3 separate regions of the Sus scrofa genome follow, and all the other regions are linked to region 3. The links are chromatin contacts, called in public HiChIP or PLAC-seq maps. All regions are on one chromosome and are shown on one strand. The core of a region is the stretch at or near the end of the contact, and the rest is flanking DNA. Distances in the headings are between cores, read along the strand shown.

The links. HiChIP or PLAC-seq counts read pairs in DNA pulled down with a chosen protein or histone mark.
Region 1: an H3K27ac HiChIP or PLAC-seq map of skeletal muscle shows a contact between it and region 3, with 5 times the contacts expected there. The contact joins two enhancer-like sites. A contact is called at or near these places in 1 of 47 Hi-C or Micro-C datasets (embryonic fibroblasts) and 2 of 2 datasets of contacts at active chromatin or transcription factors (alveolar macrophages and skeletal muscle).
Region 2: a contact with region 3 is called in an H3K27ac HiChIP or PLAC-seq map of skeletal muscle. The contact joins two enhancer-like sites. A contact is called at or near these places in 2 of 2 datasets of contacts at active chromatin or transcription factors (alveolar macrophages and skeletal muscle).

The regions. Positions count from the first base shown.
Region 1 is chr7:4,245,131-4,248,422 of Sscrofa11.1, forward strand. No RefSeq gene overlaps it. Among named protein-coding and RNA genes, the nearest start is that of LY86, 140 kb to the left of the region's middle. Within about 2 kb of position 1,366, at least 16 of the 83 cell types and tissues checked have an H3K27ac peak or open chromatin away from gene starts, as enhancers often do. A contact at or near this core is called in skeletal muscle, where this site is marked.
Region 2 is chr7:4,331,845-4,335,097 of Sscrofa11.1, forward strand. No RefSeq gene overlaps it. Among named protein-coding and RNA genes, the nearest start is that of RREB1, 180 kb to the right of the region's middle. Within about 2 kb of position 1,342, at least 13 of the 83 cell types and tissues checked have an H3K27ac peak or open chromatin away from gene starts, as enhancers often do. A contact at or near this core is called in skeletal muscle, where this site is marked.
Region 3 is chr7:4,486,217-4,489,116 of Sscrofa11.1, forward strand. No RefSeq gene overlaps it. Among named protein-coding and RNA genes, the nearest start is that of RREB1, 25 kb to the right of the region's middle. Within about 2 kb of position 1,620, at least 26 of the 83 cell types and tissues checked have an H3K27ac peak or open chromatin away from gene starts, as enhancers often do. A contact at or near this core is called in skeletal muscle, where this site is marked.

The sequences.
Region 1 (3,292 bases), core at 116-2,615, 240 kb before region 3:
AGCCGCCGGCCTACACCACAGCCACAGCAACGCAGGATCCTTAACCCACTGAGCGAGGTCACAGATCGAACCCGCAACCTCATGGTTCCTAGTCGGATTTGTTAACCACTGAGCCACAATGGGAACTCCAGAAATACTGATTTTTATAGAAAAAAATGAAAACCTGTACTGGCCTGTGAAAAATATAAAATCCAGATTTCCCCTCAATCCATCCGTGTGGAGGAACTTTTTAGGAGGCCTCCAGGCAAGTCGTGGTGTGAGATGCGCCACAGAGTTCATATTAACATACAAAACTTTCAACTGGATGAGGGCAGGAGAGAACTAACCAGAGAAAACTGAAGATACACCCTCTGCTGTTACATGCGGAAGGCTTCCTGCCAGCAGGTGTATGTGCGTTTGCATGTATATGAATATGTATATACCTGCCTATATATTATGGATGTATATGGAAGTGTGTATGTTTGTGTACACACCTGTATTATGTATTGATGTGTCTGCATGTGAGTGTATTCATGCGTATGTGTGCGTGTGTATGCATGTGTATTGTGTTCATATGCGTGTAGGTACTTGTGTGTGTACATGTGTATTCATGTGTGCATGTGTGTACATGTATATGTATGCATGTATATGTTACTATGTATCTCTGTGTACATGTGTACATGTGTGTATTGTTTGTGTGGGTGTGTATGGGTGTACGTGTGTGTGCATGTGTGTTGCATGTGCATGCACGTGTGTGCAGATGTGTGCTGCGTGTGTCTGTGTTGAGGGTCAGAGGCACAGCCCTCTTAGGTACCACATGTCTTTCGCCATCATTCCTTCCAAAACAGGAAAAAGCCTCAGGCGAGCCACGCAGGCCTCAGAAACCTTGCGCTTCTGTCTCGGGTTCCGCCTGCGGGATTACCCCAGAGCGCCGCCGAGGCCGCGAAGCCCCGGCCCGCATCACCCACGGCAGCTCGGGCCTGAAGCAGGTGTGGCAGCGACACAGGTGGTTGGTTTGTCAGGGTCAGATTGGCACATCTCTAGCCTAGGGCTCTAGGGGAACGTTTAGATGTCGTTTCAGGGGTACGGTGTTCAGCTCCCCGGCGTCAAAGGCAGGCCCCTGCACGCTTCCCTCCCACATCCTGGTCTGGTGGGAGGGGAGAGGGCAAAGGGAAGGCGAGGAAGGAGGGAGGAGGGAGGGAGGGGGGAGGGGGAGCGAGAGGGGTGGGGCAGTGGGCGGGGAGGGAATGAGGGGGGCTGTCCTGCAGCCTTTCCGACTCGCCCCAGAAACCCCTTCTCAGGCACACGGGACTCCCCCGGCCCAGCCCTGGGAATCAGCCTTGTTTACCCAGCTCAGGGCGCTCCCTTTGCAGTTGCTATAGCAACCACCAGGGGTCAGTTTATAGAAGGAGACTCAGCGCTCCAGCTCCGTGCGGAGCCCAGCTGAAAACAATAGACCGGGACACCCGGGAAGGAAGCACATTGAAAACTTTGCCAGGAGCAGAAGCATCGCTCAGAGCAGAAGATATCCCTCGGCGATGCCGCGTTTCTTCTTTGCCGCTAGAGCTATTCTAGAACAGCGGAGGGGAGAGTGGGTCTAATCATTGCATCTTCCAGATTTTCCCCTCCCACCCTCTGCCACCCTTCCGCCCCCCGGCCCTCATGGCCTGAAGGCAGATGTTAGGAGTTGAGGTAACAAGGGCCGCTGACGGGGTTCATTTAAAGTGATAACTTCATTCATATAAGGTATTCACTGAGGATCAGAGAGATCCTTACAAACTCATTTTTCCGTCTTTCTCATGGGGACGGAGGCAGCAGCCACAAGAACCGCGGGCTCATCTAGAGGTGCAAGCCAAACAAAATGGAACAGAGAGCATGCTGGGAATCTCTCAGGATGCAGGATGCTAGGATGCTGTCCAGTGAAGACTTTCCAGCTCTAACCCGACTAGCCAACCAGATCTAGCAAATTTTAAAAGTACAGGGTGCCCAATTAAATGAGATTTTCAGATAAACAACAAATGGATTTTTACAAGCCTATCCCACGAAATCTTTGGGCTATCTATAGCGGAAGCTGAATTTAACCCAACCCTATTCTAATCCTCCTCATTACCGCTGCCTCCGGGAAAAAAAGCACGACACGTGAGTTCGTCCTCTGCGGCCAATCATGTGCCAGATCACCGTTTAGGGTGATCTGATCCTTGGACTATCCTGCCGACAGTGGAAAAATGAAAAGGCATTGTTTACCTGAACGTAAATAGTACACCAGAGGCAGGTCAACTGCCCATGGGCGGGCGAGGCTCCTGACCGTCGTCCCTCAGATCTAAACACCTGCTCTAGGAGTTTGATGGCTCAAAAGGAAAGAATCCAGTGCTGGTATGACTTTGACTTTTTCACAAAGTGTAAAAGTCAGCTTCCTAAAGAATAATGGTTCTTATTTCTTTGACAGGAAAAGCATTTTTTTTTCTTGGCCGTGGCCATGATCCCTCGGAAGTTCCTGGCTCAGGGATTGAACCCCTATCACACCAGCAACCGGAGCCACTGCAGTGACAACACCAGACCCTTAACCTGCTAGGCTGCCAGGGAACTCCAGGAAAAGCATTTTTAATGAGTTTTTTGTTTGTTTGTTTTTGTTTTGCCCAGGAATAAATGACTTTGGCTTCCCAGTGTTAGGCGGGGGAAACTGGAGTGGAAAAGACACTCAGGGGAGCTGGTAGGCGGTCTCTGTCCATGGGGTCCTCTGTGGTTTGGGGGCCTGGGCACTCACGTCCACAGTGAGAAAGCAGCATCGGCTTTAGCAAAGTCACCCTCTGCCCAGCTCGCCTTTGGCTCAGGTTTTGCTGCTTCATCACCAAGGCGAGGCCGGCCCCAAGAAAGCTGTGCCGACTTTCGTAGAACTTCTGGAAAACCCAGACCTCTGGTTGTAAGGCCTGCGGAACCTGTGGAAGCTCTGCCTCTGGTCTGACCTTAAACCCCAGGAACCTAAAGCTTAAGGCGAATAAGTCAAGAAGCATAAAAGCGACATGAAAACAAAGCAAAGAGGAACAACAAGAGGCTCCGTGACGCCCCTGCCAAGTCAGACTGCAAGGTTCCCGCAGCTCACATCCCAAACACGTAATTAAAGAAAACTGTCAAGATTAAAAAACACGTTGTGTACCATAAAAATGTTCTCACCTGTTCCTGACTCTAAAAATCTCAATTCGATGTTTGCCAAGCCCAACAAGAGCTGATGTTTCAAGAGAGTTCTGGTTTTGTTTCTTCTTCTGCAGGTGGCTCCAGGGAAGTCAGTGGGGACCACCTATGACTTAGTTTCCCC
Region 2 (3,253 bases), core at 92-2,591, 150 kb before region 3:
GGGTTGCTAAATTTAATTGCCAGTTTCCATGCCATGTGATGGTGTGTGACAGGCCAGCTCACCCCGTGAGCTCGCCAAGGGGTTTAAAATAAATGCTTTCTGACGGAAAGGATGATAGAGATTCCTGTTATTCACCAGCGTGCCTGGCGATTGAGCTGCTCCAGGTCTCACGGCTGGGCCCCTGCAGTGTTAATCTCATGAGCTCCCGCCCCGCTCCCGAGAGAGGCTTACAGGGCCGGTCGGGAGGCCTTCGCCAGCCCAGGCTGTCCCAGGTCTCTGCGACCTTGGAATGCAGAGAGCCCTGCGGGGCCGGCCTCAGGGTCTCCATCTGAAAAGAGGATGGCTAACAAAAAACCAGGAGTAGAGCGGATGCGTGGAGCTTTGGGGCAGCGAGCCCTGGATGCAGATTCAGTACTGACGTGAAATGGTCCTCAGAGCCCCATCCGCAGGCCCTTCAGGGAAAGCAGCATCCTTCTTGCCCGTTGTCTTTAACACACCGCCGGAAGCAAAATGCTGGCGGACCTGGCACCTCCCCATGACGCCTTCTGAAGCCCCCCCACCCGCGATGCTCAGCCTTCCTCTCCACTGAGCCCTGGGCAACCTCGGCCGCACCGGGGAGCCTGTGAGGAAGGCAGAGTCTCCTGGACCCGTGTGAAAAGAACGCGGGGAAGGAGGCTCTGAACAAAACTCGGCGGGAAAACACAGGCCCTGACCACCTCGCACCTCCATCCTTGCCCCCGTATCGTTCGGCCTGAGCTTTCGGTTTGGTGCGAGGTGGAGGACATGGGCACAGCTGGCAGATAAGCTGGAGATTCGTGTGCCAGGGGTGACGTCAAAGGAAGCTGCTCCTGGGAGGCGACCCTCCGTGGGTCTGTTCTGTCTCTGCTGGTGTCGCAGGCAGAGGCAGGGACTGCCCTCGCTCCCGCTTGTCCTTCCAAGGATGTCTGCACAGAGACCGGCCTTCGAAGACAGAGGGGGCGTCTCCCGCTGGAGCACAGGGCTGGCTTGTTTGCCGTCTAGTACCAGAGGTGGTCTGTCCCCAGGCTAAGGTTGCAGGTAGTGTAGAGCCCATTATAAAAAGCTGGGGTTTCCTACACCCGGCTGCTGTCCTGTGTCTTGCTCCACTGCGTGCAGAGGGCCCCCCTGGCCCTCTCTGCCCACCCTGTGGGCTGGGGCTTGGGGGCCCGGCACAAGAACACGATGACACCCTGGCTACTGCCATCACTACAAGCATTAAACTGTCCTCTGACTCTCATCCCCAAGTCTCATACCCTTTGCCGGCGGCCCTGAAGCTGTCACAGGCTAACTTGTTAACTCTGCAAAATCTCCAGACCTTCCCGGCGCTGGACAGTCGCCACGTAATGAACAGTTAAGGACGCTCGGCATCAGCTCCGTTCTTGTCCCGGCCAGACGATCGGCCTGCAATGCAAAGCTGCCCAATCGAGTTCTTGTCTCCAAGTAAACCGTCCTTAAATGGTTAAAGAGAAGACAATCCGTCATTTAAAAAACGTTTACATGTTCTATATAATCGCTGCCAATCTAATATTCAAAGGGTTTTCATGCAGATTCTGCGTAGCTCTAGAGAAATGAGCTGAGAGGCCCAAAAATGCCCCCTTAATGTAAAAGGAAAAGCAAATTTCAGCCACTAGAGCGAAGCAAAAATGAGTCAGCTTGGAGGAAGTAGGTTCAGTGCCAGGCTAGATGAGCACTTGTGGGAGCTTAATGGCAGAACGAGATTGGACTAGATGACTGCAAAGATTCCTTCAAATCTAAGACGCTACCGTGAAGGAGGCTGTTTCAGCGGGACGTCTGCTCAGATGCGCACCCCAAGGAGCAGAGGGGAGCCCGCAGATCCGGCCGCAATCCCACGGCACCCGGTAGGACGATCGTGGGCTCCGTCTTAACGAAGGCCTTTCTCATGCAGAAGCGCAGCCAAGTCTGGCTCACCCAGACGTGAGCTGGGGCTGGAGAATTCGTGCCAACCACGTCCACCAGGGAACTGGTTTACAAACCAGGGAGCCAATGCCTAACGCTTCGAGCAAAAGACGAGGTCTTCCAGTGACTGCCATCTTCTGGTCCAGCATACGGCCCACCCTCCCTCTCCCCAGCAGCTCGGTTCTAACGAAACCAAATGAACAGCCAGTTGTTTGTCTGAGCCACCAGACCAAGAGAAAGGGACGGAAAGGCCTGGAACTCAAGTCATCTGAGGGGTGCATTAGGCGATTACATCAGAGGCTGGTGAAACCTCTCCTCCCCAGGGAGGAAGAGATTTTGCAGCAGCCAGAGTGTTGGCAATGTCACCTTTGACAGAGATGGAAACACTCAGAGATTCTTCGTTTCCTCCTCCCTTTCCAGACCCCAAGAGGCCATCGGTCTACTGCTTTTTTTTTTTTTTTTTTTTTTTTTTTTTTTTTTTTTTTTTTTTTTTTTTTTTTTTTTTTTTTTTTCGCTATGTCCACTTTGAGCTAGCCCAACGCAGGCCACGGATCACTGCTTGATACGTAGCAATGTTACCATGGAGGACGGTTTAGCGATCGTTAATGCCGGTTAATCCTCTTTCTTAAGATGCCGAAGGAAATACCTTCGTTGCATCAGTAGTAAACGTGTATGAGGCACCCATCAGAAGTTCCAGGGCAGGGATCAAATCCGAGCCACGGCAGTGACAATGCCAGATCCTTAGCCCACCAAGGCGCCAGGGACCTGCGACCCACTGGCTCAGTTTCTCAGTCCCAGCTCGACCCTCTCCTAGCTGGGGTCCTGTACAGGATCACTGAACATCTAGAAGCCCCAGCTTCCTCGTCTGGAAGAGAGGACACCACCTCCTCATGGAGATCCACACTCACACACGGACCGCTGGGAAGCACACACACCAGATACTTAAGCAGAGAGGCACGGAAGCATCTTAAAGAAGCTGATCTCGGAGCTGGGTCTGGAGGGATGAGAAGGTGCCCGGCGCACAGAAGAGGAGAATGGGGGTGACACGGGCGCAGGGCTGCAAGCCCTGGGGCGCTGCACGGAGAGCAAGGAGAGCTTGCCCAGCTCCAGCCGGCTGCGCGCTCTTTGAACACCACGCTCTTGATTTCAAGTCGGGAGCGGGCGTCCCCTCACCAGAGTAAAGGTCGCTTGAACACAGTGTTAGGGATTAAGAATAACGAATTGAAAGCTGACTGTATCACTGGAGGACAGACTCGTGGTTGCCGAGGGGGAGGGGGAGGGAGTGGGGTGGTTGGGGAGCTTGGGGTTCATGGGTGCA
Region 3 (2,900 bases), core at 370-2,869:
CTCCTCTGAGCTGTGTGATCAGCTCCCCTCCCCCTTCCACCCTCCCCGAGAACCTTCCACATCGGCTGCCAGAAAGACTTGTGACCTGTGGGCACAGCCCAGCGTAGTGACTGCTTTGTGTATCAGCCCATCCAGAAAGCAGTCTAGAAACTGTGCACGAGTCTGGAATCTTTCCGAAGCCTCGGGAACAGGGACTAAGTCTCTTCTAAGTGGGGAAGCACACGTGCACACGCGGCCACAGAGAGTCGTCACTTCAGGATGGAATCGGGGCCTCTGCTGGCCAGATTTCTGAGTTGCATACTGTGCTCATCGTTCTATAATTTGAAACCCCCATCATCATCGGGCACCTGAGGACGTGTTCAGAGGTAGCTGGTCACGGGCGCCTGTGCATGGGGAACAGCCACTGATCCGATGTCTGAATTCAAAATGTGCCTCTGGACCACTTTCCCCTGGAAGGTTTCTTCCCCTGAAAAATGACTTGCTATAATTAGCGCCCCCCCCCCAAGCCGGCTTGCTGTGCCCGGGCTCTTTCGCCTTCTCACATTCCTGCCTGCCCCGCTCCCCAGCGATGCAAAGCTGCGGCCCTCTTGGCCTCCATCTCCTGGCCTGCTTATCAGCTGTCCTTAACCTTTGTCCTGTTAGCTTGGTGGCGCTTTGGTGCACTCCGGTGCAGCAGGGAAACAGTACCTCTGTGCTCAGGACAGCGTCCTCTTTCATCCAGCCGCTCTCCTAACCACGGCTAACTCTCGCCCCTGCGGTTACATCGGGGGCCCGTCTCCACTTTCTCGACCCAGGTGTCTTCGTTTGCCTTTGGGAAAGAAAGAAGGGCCATTTCAGTCAGGGCTTCACAGCTGGGTGTGTTTTCAGCTAGCATCTTGGAAGATGGGCTGCCAGCATCTTTCTGCCACCTGGCCTTTCTAGCCCTCTCACTTCCTGTCCTCATGGCATTCAGCAGACCCGGGCAGTTCGGCGAGCAAGTTCCTTTTGTTGGTCTGCTTTAACGTCAGCGCCTTTAAAGAGAGTCTGAATCCTTATTTCAAGTAGGGGCCCAGCTGTTGGAGGGACCCCGCTGGTGTTAACAGAGGTGCTCAAATGAGAACTGGGGGGATTCAACCTTTTGCAAAATGGGAGCATACATCCGCCTCCACCCGCCGACCCCGTGGCTCAGGATTGAGTCAGGGCTCTTGGGACACATTAACTTTCTTTTGTATCCAGCTTAACCATCCAGACCTGTTTCCAGCACAGATTTTTGTGGCTCTGACACCCCTACCTACCCTCAGCATTCAGAAAGCTAAGAAGAGCCTGCCTGTGGGGGTGTCCTCAGCTGCTTAGAACATGGTAGGGCAGGACCAGCCAGGCATCCAGCAACTCGAGTTCCCGGAAAGCTTAGAGAGGCGGGAGGTGGAAGGGAGGCAGGGGGAGACTTGGGGAAGCGTCTGTGCCTGTTTGCACCCCAGCCTGCTGGCCACTGAAGTGCCATCTCCTCTTCCCCCGACTTCTGTTATCTAGGGACGGGCTGTCACCAGACCCCCAGGGAGCCTGGCGTGGGGGGGGCGCCTCCGGGAACCTGCAGCCTGGCCCCGCCTCCTGATGGCCCCGCCTCCTGATGACGCAGCAGCCCCTGGAGGTGCTCGCACAGCCACGTGGCCTTGCCAAGGGCTTTCTGGCTGCTGTGAGCACCTTGTCAAGGGCTTTCCGACTGCTGTGACCTTTCAGGTTTCAAGCAGGGAGATTTCTCAGCCCTGGGAGCCGGGGGGCGGGGCGGGGGGGGGGGGGCCTGAGGACAAGTCCCAGCTTCATGCAGCTTTGGATGTTCAGCGGTCACATCTCTCTGACCCCAGCCGCCTCCAACGCAGGAGGACTGTGAGTTAGGTGCGCCCATGCGTGTAGCAGAGCCATCAGTCCCCGCAAGCATTTGAAACCATCTCTGCAGGCCTCCTCTTTCGAGGCCGCAGCACCTGCCAGGATTAGCACCTGAGCCGCAGTCCCATAACTACCAGCGCCTCTCCAACCCTGACCTGGTTTTGAGACATTGTCATTTGTAGACCCCGTTATACCCAACTGTGACCGAACTTGCTGGAACAACTCAGCAGTTCCCAGCACAGCCCGGCCTTTCCCAGCCTCCACCTTGAACCTGCTTCTCTTCTGCCACACGGTCTGAGAGTTAAAAACTCATCAATGAATCTTTCACTTTCAGTGTGCGCTTCCTGAATGAGTCGTAACTTCGATTTTTTTCTTTTTCCCTAACTTTGCTCTCTGATCTCAAGGGCCACATCTGACAGAATGCTCTTTTTTTTGGTTTTGTTTTTTTTTTTAGGGTTGTTTTTTTTTTTAAAGGGTGGGTGTTTTTTGTTTTTTTTAACATCTCTTTATTAATCAAAATGACTTCGGTTTGAAGGAAGCACCTTACACAGAACTCATTTAGAAGATTAGAGCTGTTTGTGAGAACGTGAATGTAGCTGATTATCCTTTTTATATGTAAAAAAACTGGCAAGCCGTTTAAACCTTTTTCCTCCTGGTAACTTAGAAAAAAAATCAGCCAAGGTACTTGAATTTTGTCACCTTTCTTTTTCCCTCCTTGTGCCAGGATAAAGATGTCGTAGAAACTTTGGGGTGCCACCCTCCTGCTCCACGCTTTTGGTAGGAGAATAAGTGGCTTTTTCCTTGAGAGGAGGGTTGTGCAGCCTGTGTCTGAGCTATTCTCTTGCAAATCCCTGGGGGTACTTAGTGGCAAAGTCTGACTAGCCACGCTCCTTGATTTCCTTTGAACAAGGGGAGTGACTTGCTCTTTTTCTGCCCAGCCCTCACGCTGAAAAAATCCGGTAGGTGGCCAGAGAGTCTTTAGAAGACTAAAGACAGCTTCCGAGAGCCACTGGACCAGGTTTTAAAAAGAAAAGTGT